5 separate regions of the Mus musculus genome follow, and all the other regions are linked to region 1. Evidence: chromatin contacts called from public HiCAR-type, HiChIP or PLAC-seq and promoter capture Hi-C data. All regions are on one chromosome and are shown on one strand. Each heading gives the region's core, a stretch centred on a gene start, on an enhancer-like site or on the middle of the called end of the contact. The rest is flanking DNA. Distances are from core to core; before and after follow the strand shown. Region 1 holds the start of Pxdn (peroxidasin). Region 2 holds the start of Dld (dihydrolipoamide dehydrogenase). Region 3 holds the start of Adi1 (acireductone dioxygenase 1). Region 4 overlaps Trappc12 (trafficking protein particle complex 12). Region 5 holds the start of Trappc12 (trafficking protein particle complex 12).

What was found. Promoter capture Hi-C pulls out the DNA fragments that hold promoters and counts their contacts. HiCAR-type assays count read pairs that join an accessible place to other places. HiChIP or PLAC-seq counts read pairs in DNA pulled down with a chosen protein or histone mark.
Region 2: a contact with region 1 is called in a promoter capture Hi-C map of liver, with 3 times the contacts expected there. The contact joins the promoter of Dld here to the promoter of Pxdn in region 1. A contact is called at or near these places in 3 of 39 promoter capture datasets (cranial neural crest, hippocampal neurons and liver).
Region 3: a contact with region 1 is called in a HiCAR-type map of astrocytes, with 4 times the contacts expected there. The contact joins the promoter of Adi1 here to the promoter of Pxdn in region 1. A contact is called at or near these places in 2 of 39 promoter capture datasets (cranial neural crest and embryonic stem cells), 3 of 115 datasets of contacts at active chromatin or transcription factors (astrocytes, embryonic forebrain and embryonic stem cells) and 1 of 9 other capture datasets (adipose tissue).
Region 4: a promoter capture Hi-C map of embryonic stem cells shows a contact between it and region 1, with 5 times the contacts expected there. The contact joins the enhancer-like site here to the promoter of Pxdn in region 1. A contact is called at or near these places in 4 of 39 promoter capture datasets (the 3T3-L1 cell line, embryonic stem cells and trophoblast stem cells) and 2 of 115 datasets of contacts at active chromatin or transcription factors (astrocytes and embryonic forebrain).
Region 5: a contact with region 1 is called in an H3K27ac HiChIP or PLAC-seq map of extraembryonic endoderm stem cells, with 12 times the contacts expected there. The contact joins the promoter of Trappc12 here to the promoter of Pxdn in region 1. A contact is called at or near these places in 5 of 39 promoter capture datasets (the 3T3-L1 cell line, the C10 cell line, cranial neural crest and 1 more) and 5 of 115 datasets of contacts at active chromatin or transcription factors (astrocytes, embryonic forebrain, extraembryonic endoderm stem cells and 2 more).

Annotation. Positions count from the first base shown.
Region 1 is chr12:29,936,711-29,939,318 of GRCm38.p6, reverse strand. It overlaps Pxdn (peroxidasin), which reads right to left and starts at 1,283. Exons shown (of 23, transcript NM_181395.2): 1 at 995-1,283. The coding sequence starts at 1,185. Gm31939 (a long non-coding RNA gene) reads left to right here and starts at 1,332. Exons shown (of 4, transcript XR_001780596.2): 1 at 1,332-2,608.
Region 2 is chr12:31,350,156-31,352,763 of GRCm38.p6, reverse strand. Dld (dihydrolipoamide dehydrogenase) reads left to right here and starts at 1,293. Exons shown (of 14, transcript NM_007861.5): 1 at 1,293-1,463. The coding sequence starts at 1,425.
Region 3 is chr12:28,673,905-28,676,512 of GRCm38.p6, reverse strand. It overlaps Adi1 (acireductone dioxygenase 1), which reads right to left and starts at 1,306. Exons shown (of 4, transcript NM_134052.2): 1 at 1,141-1,306. The coding sequence starts at 1,260.
Region 4 is chr12:28,699,413-28,702,020 of GRCm38.p6, reverse strand. It overlaps Trappc12 (trafficking protein particle complex 12), which reads left to right. Exons shown (of 12, transcript NM_178811.5): 8 at 412-485. Among named protein-coding and RNA genes, the nearest start is that of Mir6937, 21 kb to the right of the region's middle. Within about 2 kb of position 1,295, at least 94 of the 459 cell types and tissues checked have an H3K27ac peak or open chromatin away from gene starts, as enhancers often do. A contact at or near this core is called in embryonic forebrain and embryonic stem cells, where this site is marked.
Region 5 is chr12:28,749,109-28,751,716 of GRCm38.p6, reverse strand. Trappc12 (trafficking protein particle complex 12) reads left to right here and starts at 1,317. Exons shown (of 12, transcript NM_178811.5): 1 at 1,317-1,555.

The DNA.
Region 1 (2,608 bases), core at 34-2,533:
TCCTCAGAGATGCCAAAGTCCTCCAGCCCAGCCACAAAAAAGTGAAAACTCTTTTTGGAATGCAGAAGTGCAGCTGCAGGACCCTGAATTACAGTTGGCCCCTAAACGCATGCCTTCCTTCACAGAACCAAATCTCAGAACACACAGAGGCCTGCAGCCAACTCTGCAGCACTGGGATTCCTTCAGATCTGGGGGCTTTCGGTGAAGGCGCAAAGCACAACTCCAGGTGAAAAAGCCAGGAAGTGGAGGACGTCTGCGAAACTGACCAACTGAGTAGAAACAGCAAGAGGAGAGTCCCAGAGCTGCTCAGAACTTGGCCACCCGCACGATGGTGGGCCCTCCATGGCACCTGGAACGCCAAGCTTCTTCCAAGCAAAGAAAAAGCTCCTTACAAGGGCTGCGCCCAACAGAGTCCTCAGGACACCCAGCGAACTTGAAGGCTCCAGCGCAGAAGCCGATGGGAGTACACTTGGCGCTGTGGCGCCGCGGGACCCAGAATCTGCAAGAGGTTTCCTTGGCGCAGGGTGATGTGGGGTGGGCATCCTTCCAGAAGGAGGAGAAAGGGGGGCAGGTACACTGATGGAGAAAGAAGGGGTCGGAGGAGGGACGACCCAACCCCAGGCCTGCGCTTTAGAGAAGAGAGAGGGAGAGGAACCCCGAGTGGAGAGAAAGTTGAGAAGACACCGGAGGGAAGGCCAGGCGGGGAGGGCTCGAGAGACGCGCGGGGCTTTCCCTGGCGACTCCCTACTACTTCCCGGTCCAGCGGGAGATTCCGAGTTTGAACAAAGGCGGCTCCCCAGGCCGCGCGCTAAGCGCTCAGGTCCGCCCCTGGCGTCCTAGCCAGGACGGACAAAAGGCCCAGCACACCCTGCGCCGGACGCCGGGGTAGCCCACCTCTCCAAACCAGTACCCCTGCCCCCCAAGATACCCACGCCCCTCGATCCCCCTGAATCGCACGTCCCGCAGACCCCAGCGCCCTCCGGGCCGCACTCACAGGATGGAGGTCTGCGGCGCCACGGCGGGCACGGCCTCCAGCAACAGATGCATGCAGCGCACGGTGGTACGGAAACACAGGCAGCGGCTTGGACAGCCTGCCCCTTGCTTCGAGGCGACCACCGCCATGGCCCACCAGGCAAAGCACAGCAGGAGCGCCAGCAGGCAGCGGCGCGTGGGGCGCACGGCCATGGCAGATGGCGCGGACAGGAGCTGGCACGCGTGAACAGCAGCGGAGGAGGCCTCGGCGGGCGCGTCCACCGCCGGCTCCCAACTGAGCCCTCCGGTCCCCGGCCCACGTCCCAGCTGTGCGCGGGGGGCGGGGAGGGGGGCGCCAGCTGTGCACATGCGCGTGGCTCCGCCCCCTCTTAGCTTCGCAGAGGGCGGGGGCTGGGCAATCACCAGGGCCTTGGTGTCTGAACCTAGCGACCCTTCTCGGAGGTGCAGCAGGGCCTCCTTGGACTGCAGGACCAGTGCACACAGACTCCACTGTGGGGGGCTCCTAGAGGTGCAGAGGTGTCGCTTGGGACAGAGATTGGATCCCTGATTCTGCTTTTAAAACTGCAGTACCACAACAAAGTTACCCCACATCCCTTTATCATCCTTTCTCCCTGTATCCAAGGGTTTTGTTGCTAGTAATACCTTTTTTGAATACTTACAAATTTTGTTGTGTTCTAGGAAGTGAGCTTTCGCGGCACTGCCTCTTTTGCCTCCGTGCCCACCACTGTTCCCACACAAAACATCTATCTCTAGTTTTCCTCGTTCCTACTTGAGAAACTGAGGCACAGCAACCTCCCCACCCCCCAGTGCACAGCTTGTGGGAAGGCTGTGCTGCAGAAATAGAAGCTCCCTAGCGAGAGATTCCTGAGGTCTCCAACATTCACCGCCAATGAGGAACCCTTGTGGGGAAGATGGGATGGCTTTTGCGTGGACAGCGTTAAGACAAGGGAAGCCCTGAGGTTAACATCAGAGTGTACTCTGCAAGATTGAATGCTGACACTTTATACAGTTCTCTGATTCTCCCTGGGGTTCCAGTCTCTCCATTCTTCAGCCAGGAAGGCCAGGTTAGGCAATACAACCAAGGGAGCAGAGGTCTTAAATGTGAGGTTTGGAACTGGAGCCCAGGTGTGACAGTTGATCCTGATTCTCAACTTGATTGGACTGAGCACCTAGGAGAGTATAAAACTCAACTCTGGGGGAATTTATAGAAAGTTACCTAAAAGGAGAAGACCTACTAAGAACCAGAATGACACCCATAGGTTGGCAGTGTAATAGGATAGATGGAGAGGAAAGTCCAACAGCCCAGGTGTTCCTTCTGTGATTTCTGGCTATGTAAAGGGAGTTACCCAGTTCTGCCAGGCCTTTCTGGACAGGCAGACTGAAATCTCTGAAACTCTGAGCCAACACAGATCTTTCTCTCTTAAGTTTTCCCTCCGTGTTTTGTTACTTTATTGAAAAAAAAAAAAAACAAGACACCAGATGTATCTTGACCTGCAAACTACTGTGTTTCCACTCTGACTTGGGCATCAGGGTACTGCCCAGGGATGGGGTCACACTCAGGCACTGTCAGGAGACTTCCGATGCACTGTGCCAGGCTGTACGGTGGGGGAACTGG
Region 2 (2,608 bases), core at 44-2,543, 1.4 Mb before region 1:
TGAACAATCTCTTATCTTATGAAAGGGGAAAACAAGGGCTTAAGATGTAACTCAGGTGAAGAATGCTTGCCTGGTATACTAGAAGCTCTGGGTTCCGTTCCCAGCAATCAGCAACACATGGTGGTGGGCACCTGTAATCCCAGCACTCAGGAGATGAAGGCAAGAGGACTATAAATTCAAGGTCATTCTAAGCTCTATATTGAGTTTGAAGCCAGTCTGGGACACATGAGACACTCTCTCAAGAAACCAAAAAGGGGTTGTGGTGGTGATTAATATTTGGTAACAGCTAGCTTTCGTCATAACATTAAAAAATCATTTATTCATGTCTTTTTCCTTCTAAATGGGCATAGATAGGTAAGAAGTAATATTCATCTAATCCCTAACTCTATGGAGTTCAGTACAGTGCCTGGGCTGTAAACTTTTGAGAAGTATAGAGTTAAGGTTTAAACTAGAGACTGTTATTACAAAGTGGTATCAGACCTTAAATCTCTGTGCTCAATTTTTTTTTTTTTTTTGTTTTTGTTTTTGTTTTTCGAGATAGGGAGCTCTGGCTGTCCTGGAACTCACTCTGTAGACCAGGCTGGCCTGGCCTCGAACTGAGAAATCTGCCTGCCTCTGCCTCCCGAGTGCTGGGATTAAAGGCGTAGCCCACCACGCCAGGCTCTGTGCTCAATCTTATAGACAACAGTTAGCAATCTTTTAGGTGCACTCTCAATGAAAACCTAACACCTCACCCACCATCCCAACCCTTCTAGTTTCTTCTACAAGGGAGGCGTGCTTTCAAAATACAAAAATAGAAGGGAGCTTGTTTTCTATACTTTTTGTTAGCGCAGTTTTCAGAACAGGATGTTGGTGAAGAAAGGTTCAAGCCTATCCTTTCCATTGCCTTCGAGAACAGAGATTGTAAACCAGCCGTTAAAATCAAAGCCTTTGTTCGTAGAGCTGCAGTTACCTCTCCTTTGCTTTCTTTAACCTCTCAGGGCTCCATCCAGAAAATGCAAACAGTTCATACGGTTTTTGTAAAGCTAGATAAAGCCTACTGCCCACGAATATCTAGCACAACCATAAGCTTGTCAAGTTGTCAAACTTTTCTTCCTTTCCTATTTAAACTTTACTTTCTGTGGGCTTTACTGAAGAAACAACATTTTTATTTATCTAGTTCGTCTTTCAAGGATAATTTGCAACTCTACTCCAGTCATTTGAGCAACAGTTCTCCAATTCCCCAGCTGCCACAAAGCGCAGCGCCCTTCACGACAGCGCACGACGAAGCGACCGGAAAGCCTCTGCCTTTCGGGCCAATCGCGCTGCTCCTCGGCGATGACGTATATGTTGCGCAGGCGCAGGGTGGGGAGACCTTGGATAAGTCTTACCAGGCGTTCAGCGGAGGTGAAAACCCCTGGTTGGAGGGACGGGACCGAGGGACGATGCAGAGCTGGAGTCGTGTGTACCGCTCCTTGGCCAAGGTGAGGGCGGCCCGCGAGGGGATGATGCTGGACCACAGGCACTTAGACGCCCGCTGTGGGCCCGGACGCGGCCTGCCGCCGGGAACCGCCGCGGCCCCGCCTCTATGCCGGCTCGGTGCGGCCTCCCGAGGCAGCGGGGAGCGCGAGCCCGGGCTCGGGAGGGCCCTGCTGCGGAATGACTGCCCGCAGCCCCACACGACCCGGACGCTGGTCCAGGGGCCTGGGCCCTCCCCCAGTTTCGGGGAGGAGTAAATGACCCTTGCCACGCGCGGCCTGCCCCTTCCTACCTTTCGCCTCATCCTAATGACCCGGGGGGTGGCCTACTCTCCTACGGCGGGGAAGTAACCTTGAGGCCCGACTGGCCCAGACGTGGTCAGCTCCAACACACCGTCCCGCGAGTTCCTCCTCCAAGGATCTGTTTTCATTCACGTCTCTAAACTAGTGCACCCTGCCATCAGTCAGGCCCTGGGGCTTATAGTTTTAATTGCAGCGGTTTGTCGTCCAAACAACTTTCCCATTTCACCTGCCAATTGACAGCTGCCAAATTGAATGTATGAGGCCTAGTGGCAGGGTAGCAGGATAACTTTAGGGACAATACAGAAATGAGACTCTTCACGGCTGAGCCGTCTGTGTCTTTAAAAGTTAATGTAACACGCAAAATGTCACTGTTTTAGGGAGAAGGTGAGCCGCGTCTCTCAGTACAGACAGTTCTTTGTTCCTCTTTGGTTGGCATATCTTGATCTCAGGTGCAGAAGTTGTCTTCAAGTAAAAAACCTTGCTGCATCAGAGTATATTGTCGCTGCTGTCCATTGCTTACTCGCTGTGATAGGAGCTGGAAGTGTGCTTTCTTTATGTGGCCCTGGCCTTAGGAAATGGTAGTCACACTGCTTAGAGAGTGTGAGATTATGATGCAATTTGTGGGACTTCCAGAATGTGAGGCCACTCCGTTGTTGGTACATTTTCCTAGTCCAGTTGGTGGCTTAAGAACATCTTTATAGATCTTATAAGTGATTACAGACTGTTAAGTAGATTTGTTAGGAAGCAGAATGACAGATGAAATGAATATCATTGAAATACTTAAATACCTGAATTCAAAGTTTTGGGATTTTAATTAGAATACTAAACTGATCCTTGGCAATAAAATT
Region 3 (2,608 bases), core at 57-2,556, 1.3 Mb after region 1:
GGAACTGGCTGAATGCGCCCCTTCCTAATGTGGAAACTTCACCCACAGGATGACGTAAGAGGTGGGCCTCCTGGCTCCCGGTGGGGTCACAGCTGCTCCTGATTGAGATGAGTGGCTCTACTGCCCTGAGGAGCTGTTTAAGGTTTCATAGAAGTCAGCTATGAGGGGGCCTTCACCAGACACCCAAAGCACCTAATCGGGTTCCAGTCTCTACTGGGCAGCCAGTTCCTGTTGTTTACAGATCTGGTGTAGATACAAAGTCCTGAGTGTGACTCCTAATCTAAGGTATCCGTGATGATCGAAGGAAGGGACGAAGGCAGTATTCCAAAAGCTCTTTCACTCCAACGTTGTAGTCATAAGGGGCCTTTCTGTCACCCTGCTCTGTCCCCTTTCCCTAGCAACTTCTGCCGTGGGAGCAAAGACTAACTCAACAGGAATGCCAGAGGCCTTGCTGACCCCAACCCCACAACCCTGAAGCCATGCTTGCTGATCCAGGACAAAATTGCATCACCAAGTCCGTCCCATGCAAAGCCTTGATTTCATATGTGCACAACCCAGATTCTTCTCCAATCACCTATTTCCCCCGCTTCCTATCCCAAAAATATCCTCCTATTACTTGCAGACATGGATTTGAGCGTCGTTCCCACCTTAACGTGGCCACCCGACCTGTGGACGCTGCTTCAGCTGTGAGCACAGCATGTGGTGAGCAGGCCTTCATGGTTTTTAAGGGGCATGACTCTGCAAAGGACTCATCAAACGTTCCTCAGGCATGGCTCCAAGGCCAGTTGGTTTGCACTTCATTTTGACCATACCAATGCACACAGGCTAGATCCAGTTACCCCTCCACTAACCCCAGATTCTCTGCGGCTTTCCTGTGTTTGAACTGCGTTACCCGTGACACTACCATGTGACTGGCAGCTGGCCGTGCGTTTGCAAACACTAGCTGTGAACGCGCGCGAGTACCAAGAGGAAAGCAGGCGCCACCAGCCCAAAGCCTTCTCTGCAGTTATGGAAATCTCTGGAAACGGCGGCCTTGCTGAGCTTGCGCAGCACCCTAGCCCCCATCCCCACCCCCACCCGGCCCACCCCGTCACGGCGTGCGCGTGCGCAGGCGCGTGGTGCTCCGGCCTGCACTCGTACCTTCCAATAGAGCACTCCGAGCGTGCGCAGCTGCTCCAGGCTCACGGGGCGGTCGGGCTGTGCGCGGTGGGGCTTCCGCGGGTCGGCGGTGGACTCGTCCATATACCAGGCCTGCACCATGGTGGCGGCGGCGGCTTCCACTAACTGGCTGGAAGGGGCGTTGCTTGAAGGAGCCCCAACGGTGGTGGGCGGGGTGTAGGGCGGAGTTGTCGGGAGGGCGTGACCGCTCAGGTAGAATTCAGGACCAGGAAAGGCGTCTCACCCTCTGGAGAAGGTGGTGGCATATCCACAGCCTCCTCGGCAGTTATGTGTCTACCCTGTTTTCCTTGCAAATGCTATGATAAAATATTCTTACAAAGGCAGCTTTCAGGCAGAAAGGGTTTACTTGGCTCACAGTTCCAGGTTAAATTCCATCATTCGGGGCAGCAGAATTGTCAGAAGAGGAACTTGAAGCAGCTAGTTCATAGCCAAGAGCAGAGAGAAATGAATGCATGTGTGTTCACTAGTGCTCGGACCCTTTCTATACTTTCTTTTTAAATTAATGCAATCTAGATAGTCCCCCATAGACAGGCCACAGGCCAACCTGATCTAGACCGTTTCTCATTACTACTCACCTCCTAGGTGATTCTAGCTATGTTAACATGACTGTTAAAATAAACCCGTCATGGTGCTGAAAAGATGGCTCGAGCAGTTAAGGGCATCTGTTGCTCTTTCAGAGAACCCAGATGCAATTCCCTGCAGCCACTTGGTAGTTCACAACCACCCATAACTCCAGTTCTGGGGGATCTGCTGCGCTCTTCTGAATTCTGTGGCTATGTTCACACGTGTTGCATATCCAAGGCAAAACGCTTCTAAATAAACCTAAAATAAGTAAATGAAACTAACCTCCATGCTATCCGAAGGTGCAGCACAGATTAAAGATGGGTGTTTCTTCAAAATCTGATTAAGAAAGTCCCATGGGGGGGGGGGGGGCTGGAGAGATGGCTCAGTGGTTAAGAGCACTGACTGCTCTTCTGAAGGTCCTGAGTTCAATTCCCAGCAACCACATGATGGCTCACAACCATCCATAACGAGATCTGGCGCCCTCTTCTGGGGTGTCTGAAGACAGCTACAGTATACTTACATATAATAAGTAAATAAATCTTAAAAAAAAAAAGAAAGAAAGAAAGAAAAAAGAAAGTTCCATTGGTGGGACTTAGACCTCATAATATGATGCTAATTCGTTAACTGCAAACGGCAAGGGTGTTATAAAGAGTAAGAACAACAAATGGCTGTCATCTCAGGGTTGGGTAACAGGACCACACAAGATTTTAACAAATAGGGAGGTTTGTGGAATAGTGGCCCTTGGTGGGATAGCCATCTTTGATAGAAAAAAATTACCGTAGTTTAAAAGTATGACAACTGAGGACCAGATAGCTTTAAAGAATTTTTTGTGCTTGTCAGTGGTGGCGCACACCTTTAATCCCAG
Region 4 (2,608 bases), core at 46-2,545, 1.2 Mb after region 1:
GGGAAGTGGTCAGTTCCAGGTTGTAGGGACTAAAACTGCCACCAGGCCCGGGGTTCTCCGCAGCCGCTGGACACGAGCAGGCGATGTGCATGGGTCAGCTTCTGCCCTGGGCAGCAGATGCTGTCTCTGCATCAGACGTGTTCACAGGTTTAGGATTGTGGCTTAGAAGTGAGCTCCTGATGACTGCTTGAGCTGGGCTATATTTCTTGCTGCATCTGTGCAGATGGTCTCTTATGGGAGCCCACTCTGGGCATCCCACTGAGAACACTGTCCTCTGTCTCCGGTTCTTGGGGAGGCCTGGTAAGGTTAGGCGGGGAGGCGGGGGGCTTTGTGTCAGCACCCAGAGTGTAGCAGTTGCCAGCTCGCAGGAGCACACTTGCTTGTGCACACTCACGCCTCTCTCTCCCGCAGCCTCTGTTCAGCTGTGGAGGTCTCGTCTGGGCCGTGTGCTGTACTCCATGGCAAACTGTCTGCTCCTGATGAAGGTATGTGGGCGGCTGAGCTGTAGAGCACCTTGTTCTAGCAGACAGTGTCAGCTAGAGGCTGCAAGGAAGTGCTGCGTGTTCCAATAGGCCTGACAAGGAAGTGAGCCGTGGGCCTCAGCAGTCTTCAGTGTGGCCTAGATTGCTCAGTAGAGTTCACTCACACTTGGGGGCCTAACTTGTCGTTGTAAAATTTCCACAGAAAACAGTTTATATTGCTGAATTTAATTGCACGGGCCTAGGTCTAAACAGTCTAATTAAAACTGCTCACTCCGCCCGAAAATGGGCGTTTTCCTCTGAACTCCATCCAGAAAATCTCACCTTTGTTCTGATTGTTTTACTGTGAGGGTCATTTTTTAATGATTGATGGATTTGACATCTGAAGGCAGTCTTTCCCACCAGACCCTCTTGTGAGGACCTCACCCCGAGCTGTGCACCTGAGGAGCCAGTGTGACTCGGGGAGCTCTGCCGGGCTGTCAGTCACTGAATTTCCAGTCCATTCTCCACGTGGGCCCTGCCAGCGGGTTTTCAGCTTCTCTCTCATTTCAAATACATCCCATGCCTGGCTTGCCTCCCGCCCTGGGCACGGGTGGCCTGCCACAGAGCTGGCGGCCTTGCTGCCAGCTGCAGGCAGGCACTGAAGCCGCCACGGAATCTGTCAGCAGCAGACGCCCAGAGCAGCGCTGTTAACACCTTCCGAGCTGTGGTGAGACGGCTCATCAGCTCATCCTCAGCCAAGGTCGTCCTGCTCTGACTGAGCGGCCGCCAGCGGGCAGGTTACCAAGGGGAAGAGCGTGCTCCTCGCTTTAGAGCGACTGGCAGCCCTCCACGTGGCCAGCTCCTTGGACCTGGCAGGAAAGTCTGTGACCACAGCCCAGCCATAGGACAGTGTGTTTCCTCTGCACCTCTGCAGACAGGTGACGTGTGACATTGGGTGTAGACAGGCTCTTGTAGTAGGTGACCTTGACACAGAAGAATGGGTTTCCTAAAACCTCTCCAGCTGTCCTCACAGCTCTTTCCGACTCTTGAACACATTACAGCTTTTAGAAGTTCTGTGTGAGATATTTGCACATGGTCTGTTGCCACAGGGCCACTTTGTTCCTGGTATCTTCCCACATCCACCTCCCTGGTGACATCATTGCAGAGCCTCCCCCACCTCCCCATGGGCTGCAGCCCTCAGCCAAGGAGGGGCCTGCTTCCTTCTGTCCCACCGCCCCCTGTGAGGCCTGCCTCTCCTCACTGCTGTGGCCTGTAGCAGCCTGAGAAGGCACCGGGAGCCTCCAGTCTCCTGAAGTCTCTGAGCCTTGGTTGCCTTCTTAGGCTTGCAGCACTGGTGGTGCCCAGCCACAGGCTGAAGATGCTCAGGGAGGAAGTCGCTGCTCAGCTGCAGTGCACTCAGCTTGCCTTTCTGAGAGACTCTGTTAGAAAATAGTGTAACAAAAAACGCTTTCCTTTGTTTTACTGCAGTAGTGACACCGCCAGCAATGTAGGCACAGGCACCAAACGTCTGCCTGTGACATCCTGTCACCCAAGGTTCTGAACGGGACGGATTATCATGTCTCAAAAATACTTTCTCCATGGATGTAATTTAAATTAAAAGTTTGATTTAATCTTGATTTTCATGAGTTAAAGAAATGCTGTAAGGAAAGTGGATGTGAGCACATGCAGTCTGCTGCCATCTAGTGGACACGACAAGTATTGCCACAGTAGCTGGGCTGCATAGCTGGGGCCTGTGTGCCAGCTAACAATGACCTAATTAATCAGCCTTTTAATGATAAGAAATTTGCTCATATGTTCTAGTTCTGAGAGTCCCACTATATATTTCCAGGAACACCCGCTTGCAAGACAAAGCCCTTCGTTCATAAATGTGATATCCTGAGGTTTCACAGTAGCCATAAGATACCTGGACAGTTTTCAGCTTCACGTCCTTATACCTCCCACACAGCATTGACTATTGTGGCTTCTCTTTTGTGGGGAAGAGCCTGCCACACACAGGGTGCCTCCTCTTTGCTTGGAAAACACTACATAAAGCCTTTGTTGGCAACAGAACAGCCATTAATACAATTTAGCAGTCTCTCAGCCAATGCAGTTTTTAGGTGCAAGTCAGGCAAGAATGCTTTTGCCCA
Region 5 (2,608 bases), core at 68-2,567, 1.2 Mb after region 1:
TCCTGGGTTGGAAGGCCGGGCCCGGAGCAAAAGCAGCGGGAATGGACGTCCATCAGGGCGGCGCTCTTATCCTGCGCTGCTCCCTCAAGTTCCAAAGATCTGAGCCCTAAAGAGAACAGTTAACTTGGCATTATGGTTGGCAGAGCTTTACTCCTAAACCGTGGTCCTGAGCACCAGAGCACTGCCCAACCCACTGCCAGGACCTTCGATCCAGCCTCAGAAGCAGGCTCTTAGATGTCCATTTAAAGATAAGATGCTGCAAGCTTGAGTCAAGACTGTGGTGATGGTGTAAGTGGGCAGTGACATACAGCGAGCGGTGTGCACTTCACGTAACCACCCAGTCCTGCACAGAGACACAACTAAGCCCACGATCTAAACTGTCCAGAGCTCTCAGAGACAGAAGGCTCTAGGACCTGGCATGGAAAATACTGCAAGAATGCACCATAGGAAATGAACTGTCTTGGTTCTATGAAGTTCTGGATCTCCACACGCGTTTCTTCTGTGTTTTGACTTTGCCATTATCTCTTGACTGACCTTCATGACAGCAGTTTCTGTGATGCTACCATTAGCCCCCTTAGTAGTCATCCATTGCCCACCTTTGTCTTACCTTGACTTTCTGATAAAACCTCTGGCAACTAGCTTCCACCGATCCCAAAGCTATGAAAGTCATGAGATAGCACCTGAGACCTACCCACCTACCCACTGCTTCCGAAGTGTGCTTAAGAAGTAGGTATTTTTGGTTGTTACTGTAAAACTTCATCAAATTGTTATCATGTAGGGCAGAATCTACGGTGACCTGAATCTATGTTCCCAAGCTATAGTCACTCACAGAATAAATTCTTCTTCCCTTTGAGATGAGAGCTGTGTTTTTACGTTGTCATAGAAATGTGACACAGAAAATCAAGAAAGCAAGGTTCTTGACTTGAGGACGATTCTCAACCAACCATGAGTTCAGCAAGCAAGGCTGACTCTTGACTCCTTAATTCCTCCCCGCAACTTTACGGATGTTAGCACACACTGCCACAGACACAAGGGGGGAAACGTGGAGAATCAACTAGCACAAAGATAAAATCCTAGGAAAAAACATCCTTGGTTGGTGACAGGCCCAAGGACAGACGATTTTCTTCAATCTCCAGGACCATCCTTGTCCCCTACCCAGTTTGGCCTTAGGCCCCGCCCACAGCTCTTGAGCCGGATATGCGCCCGGCTTCCAGTGGAGAGCTTAGCGGCTCCCAAACTGAGCATGTGCGGAAGTCGGGTCTCCGCGGCCAGCACACGCAGACGCACAAACGCGCGGGACCTTGGATCTTGAGTTTACTTCCGGTCTTCCGTCATCTCTTCGGACCCTTTTCGCCTGTGGGTGACCCGACCTCAGGGGCGGGTGGCAGGTGAGGAGCGGGTCGCAGTGAGGAGGGTCGCCGGTACCCTTGACCTTCCCACAGAGGGCGGCGTCCTCGCGTAATCAACCGCTCTCGGCCACGCAGAGTAGCCCCACGAGGGGCTGGCTCCTTCGGGCTTTAGCCAATTCTGTGTGCTCCCTGTGGTTTTGGACAAGGTACACACCCTCCTGACCTCGGTTTTATGTGTATAAAGTGCGGGTTCGTTAGCATGCTTAGAAGGTGCCCGTGTTACATCACCAGTGTTCGAGCTATGTTTTTGGTTTGCCCCAACTTTTGCTCCTGTCGACCTCGGTGTGTCATAGCCCCACAATAAATGAAGCACTGCAGTAAGCCAGAGTCGGGGTTAAGAGATAGAGGATGGGGTGCCATAGACATAACCTGACCACTGACGAATGAGTAGTGTTGTGTGGGAAAAGTGATTCCTTCCTGTAAGCATTCGGGAGATTGTGATGTGGAATATTTTAAGTTTGAGGTCAGTCTGGGCTAAATAGGGAGACACCCCAACCCCCTCAAAAGAAAGAAAGAATGAATAGAGTCTAAAAACTAAAACAAGGGTTGACAGGATGGCTCAGTGTCTGTCACCATTCCTGATAATCTGAGCTGCATCCACAGGACCCACACGATGGAAGAAGAGTTGTTCTTCCACATGATTGTCTTCTGACCATAAATAGACAAATGAATAAATACAGTAAGACGAGGTGTTGGTGCTGAGCCTGTATCATTTGAGAAGTAGAGGCAGGATGTTCAGGAGTTCAAAGTCGTCTTAGGCTATATAACAAATTTAAGGCCAGCTTAGGTTACCTACGACCTTGATTTATAAAAACAAACTCTCACACATATTAAAAAGCTAAATAAATGTTAAAAAAAAAAAAGTATCAGCCAGCCAGTGTGTGGTGAAATCGGAGTGTGTGTATGCTGTTGCAGGAAGGAACTGCAGGTCTGTGATTGCTCTTGGCAGTGGTGGTCCTTTTCTCTGAGCGCTCAGGAGGCACAGGCAGACTGATCTCTGAGTTCGAGGGTAGCCTGATCTACAGAGTGAGTTCCAGGACAGCCAGGGCTACTTGGAGAAACTCTCTCTTTAAAAACAAATAAGTGGTCGGGCAGTGTTGGTGCATGCCTTTAATCCCAGCAATTGGGAGTCAAAGGCAAGCAGTTTTCTGAGTTCAAGGCCAGCCTGATCTACAGAGAGAGTTCCAGGACAGGCTATA